Regions from separate parts of the Mus musculus genome. Here region 1 is linked to region 2. A link is a contact called in public HiChIP or PLAC-seq data. All regions are on one chromosome and are shown on one strand. The core of a region is the stretch at or near the end of the contact, and the rest is flanking DNA. Distances in the headings are between cores, read along the strand shown.

Evidence for each region. HiChIP or PLAC-seq counts read pairs in DNA pulled down with a chosen protein or histone mark.
Region 1: an H3K27ac HiChIP or PLAC-seq map of trophoblast stem cells shows a contact between it and region 2, with 6 times the contacts expected there. The contact joins two enhancer-like sites. A contact is called at or near these places in 36 of 484 Hi-C or Micro-C datasets (the AML12 cell line, the BV-2 cell line, the Ba/F3 cell line and 22 more), 13 of 115 datasets of contacts at active chromatin or transcription factors (the SCID.adh cell line, astrocytes, differentiating embryonic stem cells and 6 more) and 3 of 9 other capture datasets (adipose tissue, liver and pancreatic islet).

What each region holds. Positions count from the first base shown.
Region 1 is chrX:37,805,932-37,810,721 of GRCm38.p6, reverse strand. It overlaps Rhox5 (reproductive homeobox 5), which reads right to left. Exons shown (of 5, transcript NM_008818.2): 4 at 4,603-4,648; 5 at 1,844-2,107. The coding sequence ends at 1,958. Among named protein-coding and RNA genes, the nearest start is that of Gm34522, 9.3 kb to the left of the region's middle. Within about 2 kb of position 3,296, at least 16 of the 459 cell types and tissues checked have an H3K27ac peak or open chromatin away from gene starts, as enhancers often do. A contact at or near this core is called in extraembryonic ectoderm and trophoblast stem cells, where this site is marked.
Region 2 is chrX:37,697,902-37,702,953 of GRCm38.p6, reverse strand. No RefSeq gene overlaps it. Among named protein-coding and RNA genes, the nearest start is that of Rhox2h, 27 kb to the right of the region's middle. Within about 2 kb of position 2,158, at least 9 of the 459 cell types and tissues checked have an H3K27ac peak or open chromatin away from gene starts, as enhancers often do. A contact at or near this core is called in extraembryonic ectoderm and trophoblast stem cells, where this site is marked.

The sequences.
Region 1 (4,790 bases), core at 2,047-4,546, 110 kb before region 2:
ACAGCTATACCAGGCTCCTGCCAGCAAGCTCTTGTTGGCCTCCACAATAGTGTATAGGTTTGGTGGCTGTATATGGGAGGGATCCCTAGGTGGGTCAGTTTCTGTGTGGCCTTTCCTTCAGTCTTAGTTCCACTCTTTGTCCCTGAATTTACTTTAGACAGGAGCAATTCTGGGTTAAAATTTTTGAGATGGGTGGGTGGCCCCATCCTTCAACTAGGGTTGTGCCTAACCTCTGGATACGGACTCTACAGGTTACCCCTTTGTGGGGTATTTCGACTAATATCATCCCCATTGGATCCTAGGAGCCTCTTGCTTTCCTGGCATCTGGGGCATTCTGGTGGCTATCCCCAGTTCCCCACCCCCCTTGCAACACACCTCTGTTCAATTTCCTGACCCTCTGTACATCACCCCCATCTCCTCCCACACCTGATCCTGCCCCCTTTTTCCTGTTGGAGACTGGGGAGGAGGTTTGGGATGAGGAACAGTCAGAGGGTGGACCGGGAGGGGGATAACGACTAGACTGTAACAAAAGATTAAAGAATAGTGGAAAGAAAGAAAGAAAGAAAGAAAGAAAGAAAGAAAGAAAGAAAGAAACCTAACCAAGTTATGATGAGCAAGCCAGTAAGCAGCACCTCTCTGTGGCTTCTGCATCAGCTCCTGCCTCCAGGTTCCAGCCCTGCATGAGTTCCTGCCCTGGCTTCCTTCCCTGATGGACTATTATGTGGGAGTGTACATTTAATAAACCCTTTTGCCACCAACTTGCTTTGGGTCATGGTGTTCCATCATAGCAATAGTGGCCCTAGCTAGGAGAGTCCACAGAGGCAACAGGCACTCTTGACATTATAATATTTATTCCACAGGGGAGTGATGGCCATCTTGACTTCTATTTTATTTTATTTTTCGTTTTTCGAGACAGTGTTTCTTTGTGTAGCCCTGGCTGTCCTGGAACTCACTCTGTAGACCAGTTTGGTCTCAAACTCAAAAATCTGTCTGACTCTGCCTCCTGAGCGCTGGGATTAAAGGCGTGTGCCACCATCTTGACTTTGTTATTCTCCTTTATATATGTGTCCACAAGATGGTGACAGGCATTCTTGATGTCAATCCCCTTTAGCCCACAGGAGGGTGCCAGACACTCTTGACATTGTTGTGCCCCTTTAATTGACCATGGAGTGAGAGGCATTCTTGATGCTGTCTTTTCCCTTTTGTCCAACAACTGACAAAAGGAAAAGCCCTGCAGAGACTTGATATGCCAGGGTAGGGATACCAAGGAGTGGCCTCCACCCTCTCAGAGGAGAAAGAGGGAGAAAGTGTGTGTGTGTGTGTGTGTGTGTGTGTGTGTGTGTGTGTGTGTACACCAGGAGGAAGGATGCAGCAAAGGTGAATCTGTGATTCTTGCTTCATAAAGAACCCAGTTTGGAGCATAACAGGCCTTGGGTGGTCACCCCTTAATTTTTCCTATTGCCCTCACCCTGCCTCACAACTCATCTGAATCGCGTCGCTAGCAAGCATCCACCTCCTAGAGTGTGACCTCATCCTTGGAGAGACAACCCACCTCCCAGTCATTTACAGCGTCATAATGCACTTGCAAATAGTAGCAGAAGTCAGCCCTATCTAGGAACAGGCTGATTCTCAGCAGGAACTTACCCTGCCCTTCCTTTACATACAGTGGCAGGGTGAGCTGAAGGCATCACAATGACAGAGAGTGACAAAGGAGAATGTGTAGGTCAGTATAACCCATTGCTGTAGTTGTGGACCTTCTCTGATTTATAGGGAATACCGCAGGTGACTCAATTATGCCATGTTTAAAGGGTATTTCCATATTACTCGAATCACTAAGATATTTGTATCAATATTTTAATAATCATAGAGGTAATGGAACAAACATACTGGGAATCCACCTCTTTATTGCTGAATTCTTGAAAAGTAAGGGCTGTCATAGCCGGCATATGTGATCAAATCAAAATCTCGGTGTCGCAAAAGGGCATCTTTCTCCCCATCTCACTCCACGACAAGCAGGACACTCGAATGTTCCTCTAAAATGTTCAGGGACTGGTGTTGCCCTCCTCCTGTTTCTTCTGGCCGCAGCCCTCCTGATCTTAAACCAATTCTACATTCAGAAGAATAAGGGTTTTAGTCAATAACACTAAACAGGATTCCACTCAAACAAACAAACAAAAGCAAAACCACATACCTTTGAACATAACCATTGATGTTTTGTTGGTATTTTTTCCTCCTAGGTACTAGGGATTGAACCTAGGGCTTCATGTATGCATGATAAACGCTTCATCCCTGAGTTATATGCTCAGCCCAACCAGTGAGATCTTAACTCTCACACACAAAGAAGCCCTTCGTTTTGTATTGTTCTAATTCAGTGAGGGACTGGGAGAATAGTAATTGCTGAATGTGTGAAGTTCTGGCTTCCAGCTATCGAACTGCAGAATAACACCACAGCCTTCCTTCAGCAAACCGCCCCCTCACCCCCCAGTGAGAACTCACAGTGTTTCAGGCCCTGCAGTAGACTAGGGCTACTCAGCTTGTTTAATGCTTCTATCCTAGGCAAGATGGAGGTCTAGATAATGGGTTACTCCAGTTTTTGCTGTGGAGTGGAATTCCGAAGAAAGACTGGTCTATAAATACCTGTGAACTGCTACTACAAACCAAAACCAAACCTAAACCAAGACCTGTTAACCTGCTCTATCCTCTCACACTCCTGCTTAATGAAGCCTCCATTTTTCTATCATTTTCCAAGTTCAAAACCTACAGAGTGTGAGACAAAGGGCTCTTCTCTCTGAATGTAACCTACACCCCTACTCTCTCGCCTGCCACTAGTGGGCGTGCTTCTCCCTTTTAAGTAGATAGTGTGCAAACTCAGTGCTGCTCATGGTGAGGAGTGCCAGGACAGTAATACTTAGAGTTTACAAACAGTCCAGGGAGGGAAAGGAGGCCCACGTTCGCTCCCAGAACACTTTCAGGATACATTGCCGGTGATGCTTACAAATCAGAGCTGGAGGGGTCAGTGACAAGCTTTTTGGTGACGCCCATGTTAAAACATCTGAGAATGCATTCAAAGGTCATCTTTCCCCTTCGTTGTGGTGTGTAGGTCACTCTACCCTCAGAAGGTCATTGAGAACACACTAAGCAAACTGAAACAAGGCAAGGCAAAGCAACTCTTGCAACCAGGAGCGTCTCCGGGGCTGTGGTTAAATGCCTGGGAAAGTGGAAGAGCCACACCCTGTGCTGAGTAAGTACCCTGAGGGCCCTGAGCGGACCTGGCGGTGAGGCCTCAGAGGCCTGCTGTGCTCAGCCATTGTTCTAGAAGCACAATCTCCCGAGTCCTAAGGGCTCTTCCAGTAGTGACGGCACAGGGGGGGTGGGGGTGGGGGTGGGGGGAGAACGACACTGAGATATAAAGCCAATGCCGTTATCCTGATGTTCCCTCAGGATCTTTCACTCCTTCTCTTCCCAAAACAACTTCTGAACTGCTTGGACTTCCCCATGCACTCACGTGATCACTTCTGAATCCATTGAGCTACAGATTCACTTACCGCTGCCTAAGCAAGTGGGAAAAATATTTCCAACTACCCGAGGTGAGAATTTAGCCCATACTGCTGTCTAGTCCCCTACCATCAACCAATCACACAGGACAGTTCTTCCTGATACTACCAGGGGTGGGAAGAAAAGAATCTGTTGTCCGGAAGCTAGTCATTAACAAGCTAGGGAGTTTCACAACCGTCAATGTGTAGGGTTGAGCTGTAGGCGTCTGTCTGCTTTAGAGACAGGGTCTCATGTAGCCGAGGCTGGCCTTGATGCTTCCTGTCTTCCCTTCCAGGGTGCTGGCATTATAGACAAGCATCATCGTATGTGGACTCCTTCCGTGTCAGGATGACACAGCAGGATGTAGGAGGCAACTTTAACCCAGGCTTGCCGTTCACGCTAGTGCTTTATCAAGCACGTACATACAATGAGCAGTCCTTTGCACCACTGTTCCTGTTCTCGGCAGTCTGTTTAGACACATGCTGCTAGCACTAGTACTTGCTTCAGCTTGTGAGTTATTTGCTACAATGGCTGAAGATCTACGAATTCCTTCCTTCGTCCTAGAGCTGATGCTTAAATTTGCTACCAAAAGTGATACCATAGAGCTCATAGTTTTATAAATGTGAATGATTTCTACACCACACTTAACATGGTGTAAAGGGCCGCTGCTATCAGATTTGAACACTTTTAAGAAGTATGTCTATGCGCATACTTTATGCAAGCCTATATTCATACAAGGTATAAATGTATATATAATTTTAACACATGCATTTAATATTTTACTGAGAGATATATACATGTTATGTATGGATGTATGTGAAGATTAAATTAGTTCCATAATATTCTTTGTCCCTTTAGCAAGTCATGTTCTCCTATACTGGGACTTTGTGACTCCATTTTGTATTCTCAGACTTTAAAGATCCTCCCCCCACCCCGAGAAATCAAGAGGCTGCAGCAGCAGCAGCAGCAGCACACCAACTTCAGCATAATCTAGAGCAAAGGCGCCCAAGACCTCAGATGAGGTTTACAATGGCTGTCCTACCAAATCGTTTTTCTCAGGTTACCTACCTGCACTCTGGACACACAGGCATCCATCAGTCTATCAAGATCCTCCCTAAGAGGAAAAAGTGCACATGTTCAATTTGTGGCAGCATGGATGAAATAAACTAGGTAAAGTGTACTTCATATTCCTTTTTGAATGTGAGCCCCGTCAACCCTTTCTCCTGCCCCCAATAGTGTCTGTAACATCCACCCTT
Region 2 (5,052 bases), core at 909-3,408:
TGACCACTGCTGTAAAAAGTTATGTAAATATCAAGATGTTCTTTTCCCAGAATTCGCCTCACTGCAAGGTGCGCTAAGAGATAGTCCTCTGAGTGTTTAGAAAAGCCCACACAATTCCTCCGGTCCTTAAGTCTGTCCCCTTAATGCGGTTATAGGTTAACCAATGATAAACTGCCAGCCCTAAACTGTGACTGAGAACTGCTCTAAAAAAAATGTATAAAAGGTGTGTGCTTTAGCTACTTGGGGTCGCTTCCATCCCGATTTCAGGATGACCTCAGCATGCTGGATTAATAAACCTCTTGCTTTTTGCATCGATCTCCGTCTCAGCATCTCTGGGAGTGGAACATCCTGGATGTAAGGCTTTTCGGGTCTTACGATTTATAATAGGCATTCACAATACGCTTTATATTCTTGATCCAGCTTTGAAGAGGCTAACATGCTGGGAGGGAATCCCACAGGGAAGACGCGCAGCCACCAACAGAGCTGGAGTAGCAGTGGTGATGAAGAGCACTGGCTGCTCTTGCAGAAGAGCAAGGTTTGCTTCCCAGCACTCACATGGCAGCTTCCAGATATCTTCAGTTCCAGTTCCAAGGGGCCAGACATCCTTATTTGGTCTCACAGTACACAGACATCCACCCAGGCAAACATTCATACACGTAGATTTATGAGAGTTGAGTCTTAAGCAGCTTTCTCGTAAGCTGACTGGAGTGACCCTTAAGGAATGTGAGTTCTTAGCAGCTATCTAGTCAGTGGATTAGGAGAGAAGGGCTAAGCCTGGGATGCCTCCTATAGTGCATCAAAATTCTCTCAGAGTCAAAGCAAAACAAGCATGGAAGAAGGCATTTGCTACATTAATGATTAGTGGAATGGGAGGCTGTATTCCCAGGGAGCTATTGAGAAAACTACAGGGAAGGGATCAGAAGTCAGGCTCAGGGCCAGCAAGGTTAAAGTACAGCTTGCAGTCGAATCCCCCATTTTAGCCTAGACACTGGACTACCAGCTCTGTGGCCTGGGGAGAAAGATAAGTCTAGATAATTTTTCAGTTAGGTCTTCCAGCATGGGTCAAGATTGAGGTCCCTCACTAAAATGCAACCTGAGAAAGTAGAATTCACAGCCAACAAGAAGAGTGGGCAACTGTGGACAGAAAACTACTCCTGGGAATCCACTTCTGTAGAGGAGCATTCTGTCTGAACAAAGTCAACAGGACATGGCCGCAGTCAGGCAGAGTGCCCTCACTTCCATTGGGTATGGACACGGCCTCTGAGGATCCAGAGCAGACATCGAGAGTGCTTGGCTATGCAGGTCAGCAAAACTGACTGACCATGAGCTTTTCTGAACCTGGACCAGGCAAACACAAAAACTGGGAAGTGCAGACTCCAGGCCCAGTCTCAAAGAGCTCAGGAGTGCTACACCCACTCCAGTAGTGACGCGCATGACAGACCAAAAGCCTGGATGCAATCCTGAGGCAAAAAGTTCATGGAAACTTAGTCTCCTGGAATTATGGCATCCCATAGCACATATGCTCCAATTTTGTCCTTGTGAATGGATCTGTGTGCTTCCTTTCACTATTGTTTTGTTATAGGTGCCTCCAAGCAATGACTTGCCAAATACCTAAGCAAATTTGAACTTTGCTTCCTGGCCTTCACCAATGCCCTAGGTAGTCCTTTAGCTGACCCTGGGCTTGGAATTCAGTAAGAATGTTGCCTATTCAGTGACATTCAGAATTGCCTCTAGTATTGTAAGGGAGACAGTGAGAGAAATCAGGCTTTACTCTCTACTACAGAGAGTTAGAAATCTCAGGGCAAGCTTAGCAACGTAAGTTTAGAATTCTTATTATAGTTATGTATGGCAGACTACATTACTTAGTAGCAGAAAGTCCCCACACACTATCACTTAGAATAAAAGCCAAGTCACTCCCATATTCAGGAATTTACAATGGTTTAGGAAGTAGATCAGGCTGTGGTTTTAGAGTATTGCATTATTCATGAGAAAGTTAGCTAGAACGGAACTCCCTAATTAGAACTATGGCTTGGGTGTGAAAGCCCTTGCCCCAGGAGTCTAAAGACCTCACACCTGGCTTCTATGACTATAGCTGACCTTAGATAGAGCTGACTTTGTCTCAGCTGTTTTATTGCCCAGTTCCTGCCAGTCTTTGTGTTTACATTCCTCTGTTTTGTGTCAGAGTCATTAAGCATCCGGTAACCTCATTGCACCTTGCCGATGTGTCACCTAACTTCTCTATTTTCTTCTGTATAAAAAGTTTGATGCTTGATTTGAAAAATTACATTCAGATCCAGCACACTCCCTTGTGTCCTGACTGTCACCCCATTTTCGCCGACTCTATGCCCATCTGTCTGAGACCCTGATTCCCACTGATTTGTGACTGAGCACAAAGCTTGGTCCTTGAGATTTCTGTTAGGACCAAGATATTCTACGTGTCTGAAATTAGGGTTCATGCCTCCATGGGCTCAGGCTAGAATGAAAGGGAATGGAAGCATGCTCTCTAACAGTTGCTTTAGTCAAACATACACACACACACACAGAGATGATGGTGGTTGTGATGGTGGTGGTGGTGGTGGTGGTGGTGGTGGTGGTGGTAGTGATGATGGAGATGATAAACATTACATTTAAAAAATGGCTTCTGCTGTGCAGTTCAGAATAACAGTGCCCTGATGTAGCATGTGTCCTTGTCAGCAAAGCTCTCAGCATGCTGAGACATTCCCTGTTCTCCTCTGCTTTCAGATGTGGTTTAACAACAGGAGAGCCAAACAGAGGGCCAGGGAGAAGAAAGCAATGCTCAGGAGCACAGCAGGTGGGATCCAGGACCACATTTGCATGATGGACCCAGAGGAGCCCTTAGGGGACCAAATCTCCAGGAGCCACAAGGAGATGGGCTGTGTGCAGTCACAGTTTAACCACTCATGAGGGAAAGCCACCTTTCTCTGTCTCCATTCCCACCACAGCAACAATAAAGAGGAAAATTTCTGTATATTTCCTTCTGACTGTGGCATGTAGATGCAAACCATTCCATAAACGAGATGCAAACAGATTGGCAAAGAGGTCTTCCTGCTGGAGGCAGCATGCCTGTGTCACCTTCAGTGGCCCCTGCACATCACAGCTGTTTCTGTGGCTCACATTATTAGCAGGGAAGGAGCTTTGCACCTCTGACTACTGCAGACCACACCCCTGTTCTGTTCTGACCATGTGGGAGCAGATACAAGTTCATGGGAGTCCCAGTTGTCCCCATAGGCTGATGGTGAGTTTCCATTCAGTACGGCCCCTTCCCTAGCTCATGCGTTCAGTAAGACTGTTGGTCTGCAACTTCCTCAAGGCCAGTCTCAGGATTCAGGAGAGCAAGCAGGTAAACGGTCACCTTGCCTGCACTCTGCCTGCTTCCCAACCCCTCTCAGCGAAGCACACATGGCACTCAGAGCCACTGGGACACAGGTCCTACTGCCTCAGAAGGACTAAGACACTCTACCGTTTGCAGGCTGCAGGAAGGCTTGTGCTTCTCTCTCTTCTCCCAGCCCGGGAGCGGGACGCTGAATTTAGATTTCTCCTGAGGATTTGGTTCTAGTTGTTTCAGAAATAGACCAAGGTATTTTGTTTTCATTTACTTTGGCAGCATCTTAAATAATTTCTTATATAATTGGACAAGACTCCCCCCCCCAAAAAATGCAGTAATACCCACTGTATTACACTCATGCGCTCACCTGTCTTCTGGTTCTAGGTGGCAGCCACATGCCTTCCCTGGTCTGGAGGTCACAGATGAGCAGACAGTAGCCCCGTCCACCGCAGTTGCTCCTTCCCTTGGTCTTGCTCACTTCCCACCCCGGGAAGACAAGCTGCTCCCAGTCACTTAAGTGTACTCACCCTTGTCACTTTTTCTCCATCAGTGGATTAATTCCATGTGAAGACACGTGGGGCCTCCAGCAGTTTGGGAGGTTGGAGGAGGCAGGCAGTACAAGATGCAATGACACAATACCAATTGAAGAGTGGGAACGCTGAGTGTCAGTCACTAAAGAAGCCAAATGCATTGAACAGTGAATGAACGGGGTAAGTTACACAGTTAAATCGGTAAGGATGAAATGATCTCCAAGTGAATTTGAGCAGCAGAAATGGTTGTTTGCCATGTTGCAACAGAAGAATGATAACATAAAACTCCTTTCCAGCAAAATTAGTGATCTGGAAAAATTAAAGAATTTTGATGAGAAGTATGGAAGGTTTTTTTAAAGATCTCTTATTTTTATTTGTGTGTGTGTGTGTGTGTGTGTGTGTGTGTGTGTGTGTGTGTGTGTGTTTGCCTGCATATATGTCTGCGTACTGTGCACATGCATTGCCTCTGGAAGCCCTAAGAGGGGATCAGATCCTCTGGAAGGGGAGTTATAGACCACTGTTAGCCACCATATGAGTTTTTGAAATCAAACCTCAGTCCCCTGGAAAAGCCACCAGTTCCCTTAACCACTGAGCCATCTCTCCAGCAGCCAGTACTATGAAGATTGAGAGTATACTCTAACCAACTCTTGTGTTCCAGAAGATAGCACCTGTTGCACAGATTTATTTGTGCTAATGCTTGGCAGACTTAACTCAGACAAAGAATTGGAGAGCATCCCATGGCACACAAGATGATTCTGTGGAAGAAAGTGCTTGCTGCCAAGCCTGAGGACTTGAGTTCTATCCCCAGGATACACATAGTGGAAGAAGAGGAGAACCATCTCCTGCAAGTTGTCCTCTGACTGCCACATGCACTCACTGTACTCAAGCACAGACACACACACACAACACACACACACACACACACACAAACACGTCTATGATTTAGAGGCTATCTGGTCTACATAGTGAGTTCCAGGCTGATCAAGGCTACACAGTGAGGAACTGGTCAAAAGATCAACTAACTTTCTCTCTCTCTCTCTCTCTCTCTCTCTCTCTCTCTCTCTCTCCCTCTCCCTCTCCCTCCCCCCTCTCTCCCTCTCTCTCTCTCTTTCTGAATTAAAAGGTCTAATAAAATATTTAGAGTTGAAGTATGAACCTACAGTTTAAAACTGAAGT